2 separate regions of the Gasterosteus aculeatus genome follow, and region 1 is linked to region 2. Evidence: chromatin contacts called from public Hi-C data. All regions are on one chromosome and are shown on one strand. The core of a region is the stretch at or near the end of the contact, and the rest is flanking DNA. Distances in the headings are between cores, read along the strand shown. Region 1 holds the start of rabac1 (Rab acceptor 1 (prenylated)). Region 2 overlaps LOC120810835 (nectin-2).

The links. Hi-C and Micro-C count contacts between places; a contact is called where the count stands out from the background.
Region 1: a Hi-C map of skeletal muscle shows a contact between it and region 2, with 3 times the contacts expected there. The contact joins the promoter of rabac1 here to the enhancer-like site in region 2. A contact is called at or near these places in 3 of 6 Hi-C or Micro-C datasets (skeletal muscle and tail fin).

The regions. Positions count from the first base shown.
Region 1 is chr20:8,810,314-8,817,165 of fGasAcu3.hap1.1, reverse strand. It overlaps rabac1 (Rab acceptor 1 (prenylated)), which reads left to right and starts at 1,418. Exons shown (of 6, transcript XM_040165847.2): 1 at 1,418-1,541; 2 at 2,368-2,503; 3 at 2,604-2,816; 4 at 3,057-3,154; 5 at 3,412-3,513; 6 at 3,743-4,656. The coding sequence starts at 2,382. The coding sequence ends at 3,831. It overlaps dedd1 (death effector domain-containing 1), which reads right to left and starts at 1,236. Exons shown (of 7, transcript XM_040165814.2): 1 at 1,062-1,236; 2 at 640-726; 3 at 531-557; 4 at 1-328. The coding sequence starts at 288. atp1a3b (ATPase Na+/K+ transporting subunit alpha 3b) reads right to left here. Exons shown (of 23, transcript XM_040165700.2): 23 at 5,994-6,852.
Region 2 is chr20:8,769,691-8,777,361 of fGasAcu3.hap1.1, reverse strand. The region is part of intron 6 of LOC120810835 (nectin-2); the gene reads right to left. Among protein-coding and RNA genes, the nearest start is that of LOC144389618, 8.8 kb to the left of the region's middle. Within about 2 kb of position 1,346, at least 4 of the 9 cell types and tissues checked have open chromatin away from gene starts, as enhancers often do.

The DNA.
Region 1 (6,852 bases), core at 169-2,668, 40 kb before region 2:
TAACCGCCTCCAGGCCTTTAGAAGCTCGGTACTCGGGGCAACACCCGAGTCACCTGGATCGCCTCCGCAGGGCTTCACTGTCCAATCTGCTGGGTCGAGAGGGTGTGTTGCGGGACACGTTTCATCCAGGAGGAATGACAACACTTCGACGTCAGTTTCTGTCAGCTGACAACCAACTACTTCATAGACCTCGTGGAGAGACAACATCCCGTAGTAGTTTACACATTCGGTTTCATCCCAGTAAAGCGAGTCCCTGAGGGGGCACCCCGGGTGATGCACGGCAGCCATGGGTCTGCCTACAGCCCCTCACTTCCCCGCCTGTGTCAAACTTTTCAGGAAACAAAAAAAACAAAAAACAGACACACAAAGAAAAAGGTCATTTGACAGGTAACACTTGATTTCTCCAACTGTAGAGTTCAGAAAGGTGTGTGTGTGTGTATATATACATGTCAGCCGTCTGCTCTTTGCAAGCTTAAAGCAACATGTCAGCGCCATGCACGCTGTTTTAGTGGGAGACACAACGGTCCTACCTGTTTTCGAGGTCAGCTCGACGCCGTCTTGGAACATGCAATGAAAATTTAAGTCAGATGTGAATGTGCTTTGTTGTTGTTGTCGTCGTCGTTTCGAAGAAAGTCTTACTAAAGCAGTCAGGGGGACTCGGCGTTTCTTCGGGCAGCAACGAGCGTCGGAGCAAATTACCACCTTGCGTTACGTCATCACGTCGCTCTGTGGAAAAACAACATAAGCAAAAAGAAAAAAAAAATCCCTTCAAGGAATTGTTTAGCTAAATTACCAAATGCTAAATAAATACACCTGGTTTATTCACATATAAAAAATACATGCAAAAGGTGTTCACGTTCACTATCCGAAGAAACGTTAAGAAATGAACCGTTATATCAGCCGATATTAACGTTACTTCCTGGCTAGAAACTTTGTTAGCTAACGTTAGCTACACACGACGGGCCCTAATCGGATATGACAACGTCCATACAAACGGGTATACACGCGCACAATGCATCTGAAAGCAAGATTGAAAGACTACAATACACCTTCAAACTCACGCTCATCCTTATTAGAGCTATATGGGGTCGATTGAGGTTGGTCGGCCCGACAACTCCCACAGCACCGTGCAGAACTGACAGTAGCACAATAACACAGAGAGACTGACCAATCACAGCTCTCCGTCTGGTAGATGACGTCAGATCACGTTTTCACTGCATTGATCTGCGGTCAGATTCGTTCGCTAGCTGCTCGTTAGCAGCGCCACTGAAAAAAACTCAGCCGATCTCAATTCTGCTGAATTGATTGTATTGTCACAGCTGTGCCACATATTAGTTTCCATTAACGCATATGAAATGAATACAAACGGTCCATCGAACATATTTCCATCCCCCTCCCCCCAAAAGGGAACGGAAGTCCCTGCTGCGGTCACTAGGTGGCGATGTTTCACGTGTAGACAGCAGGAAGTGAAATAATATCCACATCACATCCGTAAACCACACACAACAAAAGGTTCGGATCGCTCCTACCGAAGTCCTGCCGTGAGTATGCGAGTTTAAGAGGTTTCACGATTACGGAGTTTCCACGTTCAAACAGGTCGGTTTCTGTATTCGTGTGAAAACGTCACGCGACGTGAACCACGTGACCACCGGTCCTGTGCGGGTGGAAATGTTAGCAGAGAATGCTAGCTGTGCTCTTCTCAACGCAACCTTCCCATTTGTCTTAAACACTCACCGTTTTTTAAGCTATAAGTTACATTGTATGAAGTTTTAATAACTGTCCAAGTTACTTCATAGAGGAATAATTAAATTGTCTTTCATTCTTATTGTGTGCTTTGTGTAGCGACGTGGCAGTGGCCAAACCCTTTGATGACAACAGTCTTCCACCTAGTTAGTGACGTCCAACACTGTAACTAAACTTAAGTTAACTACCTTAGTTGTTATTCGGCACGGATGTGGCGTTCCGTACAACTGCCGCTTTAAACAAACTATTCACACTTGCTAATTTAGTTTGTTGTTGTTAGATTTAGTGTCCGATTTGTACTTTTCCTCTGAAATATTGTGGCACTCAATTTGTTACTTTACTAACAATTGCAACTTCACCAAACGGAGATTAAATAACTCATCAATACAGATTTCAACTTATTAAGCAATCATCTCTTCACCCGTTTGGAGCTATTATCGTCCATTTTTAAAATGACCGTAGTTGATGAGTTTATATCTGATTTGTACGTGATCTGAATAATGCCGTACGGGTGTCAGCAGTAGTGCTCATCTTGTTTTTAAAGGATCTAGATTGGGAAATGACTTTTGGACAATAAACACTAATGAAATCGTATTAATTTAGTTTTTTCATATTGCCTTGCAGCAGCCACTCTGTAGATGCCATCTGGAGCGCCAGCAGGGGAGAACTGTCTCGTAGATATGGACAGTAAGGCTGGAGATCTGTTCAGCGCTGAGGATGCTCATCCAACTGGTGCAGGGGGAGCTGGGATCTTGGCGCGGTGAGGACCTGCAAGGCAGACCAATCATATGAAATAATCCCTCAAGTGATATATAACGGCATACTTACACTCTCGTCATTTTTCAACACTTCTTTCCTAGGCTCTGGCTCCCCAAAGGCCTCTCAGTCAGTACGGCTAAAGAGTGGATTGACAGGCGTCGGGTGTCCATCCGACCGTGGGCCAGCTTTGTGGACCAACGCAAGTTTTCAAAACCCCGCAACTTTGGAGAGTTGTGCCAGCGGGTGGTGAAAAACGTGGACACGTTCAACAGCAACTACACCTTCATCTTCATGGGTCTTATCCTCTACTGCATGTGAGGCCAACAAAGAGAAACATTTGTGTTTGCTTGAAAGCCGGAGTATTTTCTCTTCCTGCTGCCCACAAAGTCCGCACCAATACACTTTGAATCGTTCTTGGGGGAGTTTTTCCACTCGGTTTATTAGAAGAGGGAACAAAATATTTCAAACAAATACGATTATTAAAACGTTGAAAGTGGAACCGCTGCAGTTGGTAAAACCAAATTGATTGTTCTGTTGTTATTTCTTCCTCTCAGTATCAGCTCTCCCATGCTACTGATTGCCTTGGCGGTGTTTGCTGGTGCCTTCTACATAATTCACCTCAAGTCCCAGGAGTCCAAACTGGTTGTCCTGGGTGAGTAAAGCTGCCTTACAATTCATTATCATTGTGTACCTCTCAAATATAGTGTACTCTTTAAATACCTGGTGTTGAATTCTATTATGAACCGTTGTGTTTGTACAAGGTCAAATGTTTGAAACAACTTCTTTTGTCTCTAGGATTTTTTGTGAGGCAAATAAACGTAATTTTATTGAAGGATGAATAAAACACGTGTGTATGGCTAGCATATATTTTATCAAGGGCGTCGAACTGCAATTTCCTTGTCAAACCAGGCAAGGAGCTGACAGTGCCTCACCAGATGAGTCTGGCCGGAGCCGTTTCTCTACCTGTGTTCTGGCTGGCCGGAGCTGGAGCTGCAGTCTTTTGGGTTCTAGGTAGGATTAGTTTTTTTTTTATTTTATCATTTTGTTTTGATAAATTGTCATTTGACAGATCTCGACATCAGACAAATGATGGGTATTTAAAAAAACAACACATGCACACATATCTAAAACTGTTCAAACAATTGGTTGACAAGTGGACATTTTCTGTCTAAAAGAAAACCTTCTTTCTTATTGTTTTTTGTTCACAATCTCCTTTTCCATTTGTCCCGCCTCCTGCTAGGAGCGACGCTGTTTGTGATTGGCTCTCACGCTGCGTTCCGGGAGCTCGAGACATCTGATATGGAAGAGCTCTTCATGGAGCCTGTATGAAGGGCAGACTGAAGCCCCAGCGTTTGCTGGCCAACTATCAGTACTCACTTTTACCCCACTTCTATCATGGCCATGTGGGTTGAGGAAGAACTGCTCCTAGATCTGTTCCTTAGCTATGCGTGTGTCTTGTATTTGCTGTATTAGAATGCACCTTGTCTTGCCTCTAAAGTAGTTATTGTTACAGACTCATTCATACACTATACCTTCAATATACACAAATTATACATTTTGAATAAGTAAGATTATATGCCTTTTATCTACATATGTTACGCCTTGGATGCCTCTGGTTAGTGACAAATCGCCTTTTACTCCCTGCAGCGTCTCATATAAACTGACATATCTTTAAACGTACTGATCTCTGCTGCTGGATGTCTCCAAAGTAGTTTCTGGATCCAAAGTCTCAGACAAGATGACTCATTTCTTATGTATAGATTGTTTATATAGTAAATGCATTGTCTGCAATTATGAACTGCTAAGAAAATAAGACAAATTTTGCAAAGAATAAGTGCCATTTAAAGCTTTATGGTGATCATGCACAAGGAAAACTAAATGTTTTACTTAAAAGGGTACAAAGTTACTCACCTGTTTCGGTTGATATCTTTAAAGGTCAGTGCGTAGTAATTATTTTTTGTATTGGGGATAACATGGTGCTTTGGTGTCTTTTGGTGTTTGATGCATACTTGTCAGACCTGCTCACAATATTCAGATCAGAACGTTACTCTGTAAACCTGAAATCTTTCTTCCATTTTGTATTCATGTGTTTAAATTTTGATGTAAATTGGGTTTAATTTAAATTCTGGAAGTGCAATAAAATCGTTATGTAAAGATTTGATGTCCGCTTAGACACCATGCAGCGCTTTAATTCAGGTGGTTTGTAGCTGCAGTGGACTCAGTGGCCCCCGATCTGTACATTTCTCATTATTCTGGGTGGTTTTGAATCCACAGTGGAGACACTTCCCAACCCCACTAGCACACCAACCACTGCAGCACACACTAACTCCCTATTGCAGACACCCCCCCCCCCCTGCTTTTCATGACCCCTGTGCTCTGTGACAGCTCAGCAAGAGGACCCTGTGCTCAGGTTGCCATGGCGATGACCTTGCAGGGCCCCAGTCACACACTCTTCCACACACTCTCGCTTACACACTGCGGCAAAGGCGAGCGATCGATATTCTATTATACAGGGGGGGGGGGGGGGGGGGCGAGCGAGGAGAGTCGCACTGCGGTGAGCTCACTGCAGACACACTGGGGAAATTAGGGAGGGTGTGAGTGTGTTTGTCGGTGGGAATGTCAGAAAGTGGGGGTGCGCGTATGAACAGGAGAGGCTGCATAGAGGTAGATCGGGTCCAGAAGGTCTTTGTGTTGGTCCCTCAAAGAGACCCGGTGACCGAAGGATGTGGCACCCGTACCGCTCACAAAGCGGTTCATTGTTGCTCTTATTGTATTTGTCTACTTGGTGTGTAATAAGAAGCTAATTTAAAATAGATGACCCTACAGCTACAATCTGTTCCCTTGGGAATAACAATACCTCCATGCGGTTATGTCACCTTAAGAAAGTAGCTTAGCAATCATTAAGGATGGTATTTGGATTTCTTTTAGTCTTGAATTTAGAGTTTACGGAACTATTAGGACATTGTTCCAGCGACTGTCATCCTAAAGCTCATAAATGCTGATGTCAGACACGGCTAACCCATTTGCAGTGGTTTGGTGCATTAGCCTGGGTTGCTGCCAACCCTTTCTCCCATGGCACTAAGGACATTGTGCAGTTTGAAGTGCATATACATTCACAACACTAGGTGGTATCCCAGCATCATATTTATACCACTCATTTTTCTGCAGCGTTATATCAATAGCATGTAAAAATCCACAGTGATGCTGCCCAAAACAATAGGATACATTATAGGATCAACTATACTGGGTATATATATATATGGGTTTAGATTTAATAAGCGAATGTGACATAACAGGCTTTTAAAAGCAGTGTTTTGCAGGTTGCATTAAATTAGTTGTATTTAGTCAGAAAATAGCAACCTCGGGGGAACCTAGGGAAGAATATCATAAAGATGTTTTCAAGGAAAAGAAAGACAGAAAAATATAAAATATATGAATGAAGGTGTTGTGAAGTGTAGTTTTCATTAGACAGAAAGACACACAGACGGTGCTAGGTTGTATTAAATGTTCTAGATGTTTTATTGGTGTTGGTTTTGTTGTTTTGACACACATGTTCTACTAGTTGTGTTTTTTTTTTTTTATTCTTGACTTTCAACTTGCAGCCATCATGGATCCAGCCTGAGATCGCCGGCCCTTCACTGGTCTCCAACACATACATGCACACAGATCCGGGCCGGACCCGATCTGGTAATGGAGCGCAGGCGCATGGTCTTATCACTGCCACCCACGTCCCATCACATCGGCACACCTGCAGTGGCGGTAACCTGAAAGCTTTGATTGATGTCTTGTGTCTTTTGGTAAAAACACAACTTTAAAACCCTGCTCTGCTGTTACAGTTTTAGAATAGCCTCCAGAAAAACCAGCAAAAACAACTGAAAACAAACAACAAAAACAGAGAGATATATCTCGCCTTTTCTTATTTTGCAATATCGTTGATGTTGTTCTTCATGAATTTCTCTCTGGAGCTGTTTTTCCAACATGTTTTTTATTGTTTCATTTAAATTCAGTATAGAATTATATAGATTTCCTAGAGCACACAGAAAGATTGAGTTGTATTCACCAACTTGGGGGGAGAGGGGGTGTACTGTAATAGTTATTAACAAGGACAATGGTTCACACAGTGCACACAAACAGAGACAAACAGGGCGGGAGGGGAAGGGAGGGGAGGGGTGTGAGAGACAGAGGGGGAGAGAGGGGGGGACAAGACGCCATGGGGTGTGCTTTGTTAGGCCTAAATGAGGAAAAGCAGCTCTCACGTACCCCCCCTCCCGTCTTGGAAATAAAAAAAGACAAGTAAAATCATTAAAACCCCCCCGTACCCCACATATTAAAAAAAAAAAACAACAACAA
Region 2 (7,671 bases), core at 97-2,596:
GGCTCATTATCCACCCCCCCCCCCCAACCCAAGTCCCTGGGGATTATGCTAATGAGGGGGTGTTAAAGGGCAGAGAGGATCTGAAGCTCATTTCATGAGAACAAACCCTGGTCCTAGTAATTGGGAGGGTTGTGATTGAATGTTATTGGTCCCCTAATTACAATTCTCCTCCAACAATAGACTACTTTGACAATCTCCTGAAAATGAGGAGAATTCCTCTGCGCATGCAAAAGTCTCCCGATGATCATCTCTTTCTTTGTCGCTCATTACAACCAAAGCACCTACTTCACAGCTGACCCTCGCCGCCCTTCTTTTTCCTCCCGCGCCGGCTTGTTATTGTGCCAAGTAATTCATAAGGCGTATGTTTGGAGCTCTCTGTGAACCAACTACACAATACACTTTATAAACACTCATTTAGAAGCGAACATAAAGGAGAATGGAAAATAAAAAGGTATGACATTTAAAAATAAATCAAAGTGGCTCTGAACCGTGGATAGCAAACACCCACTAAGTCACAATAATCACTAAGCCTTCCAATTCTTTAATGATGACACGATGGGGCTCCCTGAATATAACAATCAGAAAATCATATTCTCATGGGGTGGAGCGTTAATTGGGTTGTTTGGATTTATTCTGGGGGTACAAATAAGCTTCCCATTGTTTTCTCCCTCCAGCACAAAACCATGTGGAGCCCTCATTGAAAAAAGAAAAATCTTTTTTGTATTTTGTGCTTACTTCAATTCATTATGAAGGACGCAGTATACTTTTTGGCATTATAACATGCAACAGATCAGTGATAATAATCAACCATAATATATTAAATCAAACAAAGCAAAAATGCCTTTAATGGTTTATTTTTATTGTAATAAAGAGGACGACCAGCAGATATTTCTTTGGAGAGGAAAAGAAGCAGGAATTGAAACAAATTATTCTTGCAACTGTCAAAAAGTCTGTTGAACAATGAGCGCGATAACAATTTTGTTTCAACTCACCCATTAAAAAAAAAAAAAAAAAAGACTACAAGAACAAAGTATTTAAAATACTAACTAAAGATTGTGACGAAGTTGTCTTCAAAGTAACGCTTGTTCAAGTGTTTTACACATAATCAAACGGGCATGAAGGGGGACGGATAAAAGGCCTTGGTGCCTCCACAGCACACACCTTCAAAACATCCAGCCTGGATGTGACGATTGGAAACTGTTTCAACTAAAAGCTCGCATTCAAGACGTCACATGTTACGACACCATCCGCCACATGATGGTGCTGTGTTTCTTTAGAACCGAAACGCTGCCCAGCCACAGGGCCCATTCGTTCCAAACGCTATAGATGACTGGTCTTTCCTGTGTGGTTTGCGATACTCTTCCTCATTCCAGTGTCGTGTCTGTTTATCGTCGCAAACGCTCACTCCTCTATTTTGACTCATGGGAATTCTTTGAAGACGCCATCGGGCACCTCCCTCGCCTCCCCTCTTATCTCACAGGCGTCCGACCAAAGTCCTTTTCACTCAGCAGGTTTCAGGTGGAAAGCTGAATGACCTCTGATAGGAAAGAAAGGGATCAGCAGGAAAAAAAAGGAGCATTTTAGGGGCCGCGGTGCGGCGCTCGTGTGTGAGCGACTTGACTCGAGAGCGGGCCCCCGGTGTTGAGACCATGGACACCAGCCATGCAGTGCGCTCGTGAAACAGCTCAGACAGCGCGAGTGTGTGTGAGAATCCCTGCAGCTCCTTGCCAAGGACGAACAACCACACACTCACACATAAAGAGCACATTAAAGCCATAGACCTTAGAAAAATGCAACCTCATTTACAAGCACTTGAGACCTTGTATTTAGAAGTATCCTCTGCTCGCTCACTCTGACATATTTACACTAACACACCGGCCTGCAGTCCTTTCCACACAAACCTCACATGCATACAAAAATATGTATTTACATAAATATTAAAATACAACAGACAGCATAACAACAGCACACACAAAACAACATCAGCTCTACAGGAAGGAGTCGTATTCCAACTGACTGTGTTTTCTTTACTGGTCAATGAGCAAAAGGGCCACGATTCAGGCGCAGTTAAAAGGTCAGCTGATTTTCTGTAAGGCGATCGATGCAGTGACCATCTAGTTTGATAAACACTTATCCCTTCTTGTGTGTGAGCTCTCCATTGCGCACCACAGCCTGCCCGCCCAGGCCGGTCAACCATTCTCCCCGGGGCCACAGAGAGGAGGAGGATGGCGGGGGAGTGAAGGAAGAGGAGATGCGCCTGGTTGGTTGGTTGGTTGGCTGAAATGAAAATTATCGCAGGCTCACTTAAGCAAGTTGAAAATACCACCAGAATCTCTGGAGCTTCAGGAGGTTGAGCGCTGAGCAGTCTGTGGTCAAAGTTTCTCCAAAAAGATTCGTTCTCAAAATACTTTTAGCAGAAGGGCGGAGGGAGTCAAATGAGGAGACAGAATCGTGAGTCCATGAAAAACTTGCCACATACGGATCACTGAGCGGAATGCTGCAATGAAGATGAGTCCTCCAAAAGACGACACGCTGGTAGACGAGGTGAGTCAAGATGACGTGGACCGAAACAGCCAGTGACATTGAGGCTGAAGGAGGTGGGAAGAGGAGAAGAAGGCGGGAGCAGAGAGCGCCAAGCGGGATGGCGGCTGTGATTAAGACGCTGGCTTTTAGATGAGCAGAGAGATTTCCCAGCTGCTGCCTGCAACTGACTGATCCCACACCGAGGAGATGAAGAGGAGAGCGGCAGGACGAAGATCTCACATCCCTCTCTTTACCACTCAATCCCATGTCCTCTCTTCCTGTGTGTTTATGCCTCTCCCTGAGGGGATTAAGGTTAGCATGCTGTTCTATCCTCAGCATCCCTGCACACGCCGGGCTTTTATCTCCGCTCTTCTGCCGTCCACCCATCCCTCCCTCCCTCCCTCCCTCCTTCACTCCCATCATCCCGCTCCATCGCCGGTGTAATTTGGGATTCGCTTGTTTGGTCCAGTAATACGACGGCGCAAATCTGAAGCGTCTCCCTCTACATCTCTTATCTCCTGTACCTAACAAGTAGAGATAAGCCTGTTTTTATTACCCTCCCTGACCTCTTCCACAAATCGGTCTGCACACAGAAGTTTTTTTTTTACGATTGCCAAATCTCCTGGCAAACAACAACCGTGAAAATCAGAAATCTGTTCAGCTCTTCCAAGGTGACGTTGATTCACCGGAGAAAAAGTTGAGTTTCAGTTTTCAGTCAAACTCAAATGAATTGTGCAGCATGTCCACTCCTCTTTTTTCTCCCTCCCACACTTCTTTTTCCAGTACGCTTTTTTAGCAAACTGACTATTTAATCATATAAACCCACAGCGTTTGATCACTCCACATCAACGTCTTTGAAGGAGCAACCATTTGATTTGGTATTCCCTTTTATTATCCGCTAAAGTTATCCTTTGTTGTTGTTTTAAGACGTCCGTGGTAACTGGCAAGTTTCAGCAAAAGCTTGCCCTGAATGCAAGTTGGACCATAATGAGACGGACTGGTTTCAGCTGAAGTGCCAACAGACTGAGACGCGACTTGCAGTGCGACCAGAAAGACACTAGCACGGCCACAGCAGAGTGCCTGGAGATGAGATTAGGACCGGACAAATTGATGGCCTCTGAAAGAGATTAAGATAAAGAACAGTACATGTAATCTCATTGCTCACTAAGAGAAAAGAGGAATCCTACCCTTTAGATTCTAAGGTTAAGTTGGTAAAACAAACACCGTATCCATCTATCGACTCATCCATTCAGCTCGGCGCACATCTGCCGAGCATCTCCGGCAATCTAGTAACCAGACAATCAACTGGCTAGATAGATGCACAGAATGGCTGGAACCGAACAAAGGAAGGAAAGAGGAATTACTGAAAACCGTTTGAAAATCTGGTTACACACACACACACACACACGTCTTAAATTATTCACAATCAATGCGAGGGCTACAGAGTGCCGTAGATACCTCTGACATTCATTTTATGGCAGTTGAAGACCTGCTACACCCACTTGCACAATCACCATCAGAGGCATTTACTATCCGCTGCACTCATGATGCCATTACAATTCATTTCGGGGCAATACAAATTGATTGCGCTGGTTTCGGACGACGCGACCAGCTGAACGGCTCCGAGAGGACAGATTCACTCTGGCGATCTGACTGAATATAGCGTGTGTGGTGTTAGTGCGCAATGCTGAGGCCAAGGCTTTTGTTTTGGGCAGATCAGTGATCCTGGTCATTTTTAATCTGCTGTGATTCCGCAGCTCAACCTCTGATTAAATCCGTGTCACTGCCGTACTGTGAACGTGCGGGTGTGTGTGCGCATTTTGACACTGTTGTGGTAATGTTAAAAAAGAAACATGGGGAGACTGAGTGTTTCCTGCCACAGTGCATCAAAGCACACTTAGTTGCCTTGGGAGAAGGCAGGAACTCACTCTAGTCCCCATCTATTCCCCCCTCCCCAAGCCTCCATCATCCCGCCATCTCCCTTTCTCTCCCCCTTTCTCTCTCTCGGACAAGGTCGCAGTTTGCCTCTTGCTGTCAGCCTGTCAATATTTACAGTCCACTTTAAACTGGCACTGTGGTGGTCGGCTGCAGCCAGCAGAGAAAACCGTGTTGCATTAACCAAATGTAGCCGTCCATTCAGGGCCTGAATGATCTGTTGTACTACAAGCAGCACTCTGATTGCCCCCCCCCCCCTCTGAACAAACGGATGCACAAGGTAACAAGTAGTGTTTAAAACAGCGAGCAGATACTTAACAGGAAAAATGTGCTCAAAAAGCACAGGTCACATTGTCATCACATCCACTGCAGAATTTTTAATTTCTAAACCCATTTTAGCACTTTTAAATATCAAACATTAAAATAACGATTACACCCCTGTCTCCACAGGGAATTATTAAAATACTACATGTTGTATATTTAACATACTGTTTTTTTTTGACTACACGCAACTAAAATATGGTTGTTTTTTCCTTACATTTGATTTTGCTTTCCCTTTAACCATATTGATAAATAACCATAACATGATATGCAAAATGGATACAATATCACATTCATTCATTTGGTCAATGAAATTGAAACCGTGGGTTTGGGTTATGTATTAAATCAGAAGGAATTCAGTTATTTTATTGTTTGGTTTGTTTTTTTAATCATTACAATTGAATTATATCTCATATCATGAATCAGAATGTTCTAAAACCATGACAGCAAATCATCAAGCGAGTCTGCAGGACCGCACAAGGTGACACGACCAAGTTATACAAATGTTTTTATTACATTTTTAATTAACGGAAATTGTCAAAATGTAATAGAAAATCAGGTTTGTTCCTTAATTTATCCGTTTCCCGTCATGCCGGCACCTCTGGGCTCTGGGAAGTTGCTGTGTTCAGGCCAGCTGACTCTCGTAACATTACATTTGTGTTTCAGGACAGATTAAACAAACTAGATAAGATGCGTTAGTTGTTGAGCCTATTGAGATGGATGTTTCAAGGTTGAGAGAGGAGTTGTTTCCCTCCTGCTTCTCTATGATAAGATGCGATGTTCACATCTTGGCTCTGTGGCTGCACACTTACTGGGAATCTGTTTATCTTCTCTTCCAAGTCTCTGCGAGAAAATGGATAAGCAAAAGCGCCCCAACATTTCAAAGTGTTGGAGCAAAAGTGAGACATTCTAGGGGCTTATCAAGTAGCAAAAGGCGCCCTAAATGATCAACAAGGTAACACACACAAAAACCTGTTGTGTTGTTTGTTTTCTGTGATACTGTAATTCCCAGTGCGCGTTGCCATCTGAGAATATCCAGCCATATCTGCCCTCACGATGCTCTCCGGCTTCTCATCCATCATCTCTCGCCCTGCTTTTTTTCTGCTCTCCTCACCCACGACCGCTCCCCCCCGCCTCAACACACTCTCCCCCTCTACAAGTGTCACTGCGGCCTTGAGGCGAGCGAGCCAGTCTGGAGCAGCTGGTGCGTTTACCTGACCTCCTAACCGCTGCTAACCTCTGGCTAAAAAGGAGCCCTCACCTCATTACCTCACCACTCAGCCGCACACGCAACCCCAAACCCTGCTATCCTTTTTGGATTTCTTCGCCACGGCCCCCGGAAGCTACGCAGCGTATCGTCTATGCGCGCCACACTACCCAGCCGGCTGTGCAGAGGAATAAAATATAATGAGTTGGAGGGAAGGAGTGACATCTAGGACTTTGCTACCGCTCCTTTTACTGCCTCTTCTTGAGGAGTCGGCTCGTTCGTTCCCATCTCTCACATGAGAGTGCGCCTTCATCTCGCCCTCCCACCAAGTTCCTCACACAGACTGCCAGAAAGGAAACAAGGCACGGAGGAAGAGACGGAGACGGCGAAGAAGGGAGGAGAGTGTAGAACATATAGGACAGAACACGGGACTGAGAGAATAGAAGATTCAAGCTGCAGGGTGGAGAGAGATGTAAGGAAAAGTAGACGATGTGTAGGAGGGTGATAAAGCGGAGAGAGAAAGTGTGAGTCAAAAAAACAAAGTTGCAAATGTTCTTGCTCTTTTAGCTCAACTTAATCGGATGATACATGCTCAGAATGTGTGTGTGTGTGTGTGTGTGTGTGTGCGCTGTTTGAGATAATGATTTCCTTTCAAGTGTTATTTACTGTGTTTGTACCTGCCGCATTGTTGACCGCAGAGTCGGCTGCCTCAAAGGGCGTCGCGTGGAGAGGGTCCAGAGTGCCGTGGCAGCAAACGGGCCCGTCGCTCCGTCAAACCGCCTCTCATCGGCTACTGATTAATGACACGTGGAGCAACAATGGCCCCGCGCTTCTCCACAGTCATTCACTTTGCTCTTCATCCCAGTGCCCCGGGAGAGAAACGACAACAACGCTCGCCGTCGAAAAACACCTTTGAACGACGCGCTGGCAGCAAATTCTGACCCTCATTGAGAAAGTCAATTCCTCCATTGGCATTCAGTTATGCATTGCCAGTGGGAGCGGAAAGGGACGGCAGAATACAGAAGAGACGGGAAGGTGGAGAGGAAAGCGTTCCGTTTAAGTGTAAGTGTTTGGGAACACAGAATTGTTTAAGAGTGGTTGATTTGCTGCTCGGCGTGGAGTGCCGGTGATTTATCCGTTGTTTAAAAAGAAATGAAACCAGTATTCTGGCACACGCAACAAACATAAAATCACTTCACTTCAAAATCATTTTGTGGCTTTGGAAATAAATCTGTGGGAATAAGAACTAACCGCCGTTTGGATCCAGAAATGTGTGCCAAAATTCATCATACTCTGTTGGACAACAATACGACACACTGGCCGGTGCCTTTAAAGTGCAAACGTGAATGGGAGGATGTGTGCTGGCAGGCAGACACGCGCCAGGGCTAAAGCAGAAAAGCACACAGAAATCTACACACAAATGTGAGCCACTTTTCTGATGCGTGCGCACGGATGCAAACACTCCCCATTTATGGACACGCTTCAACCCTCATATGTCACGGACAAAAGATGGCCAACGGCCGGACGTACATCAAACGACATTACAAGAAGTAGCCGCCCGCTCGAAAACCCCTCTCGGCATTAATAATGAACAAATGTACTTTCTCACCCTCCACCGGGTATTCAAGGCACTGAGGGCCGTGCCCTCAAGTTCACTGTTCAGAAGCAAAAACTAGTTGCAAGCG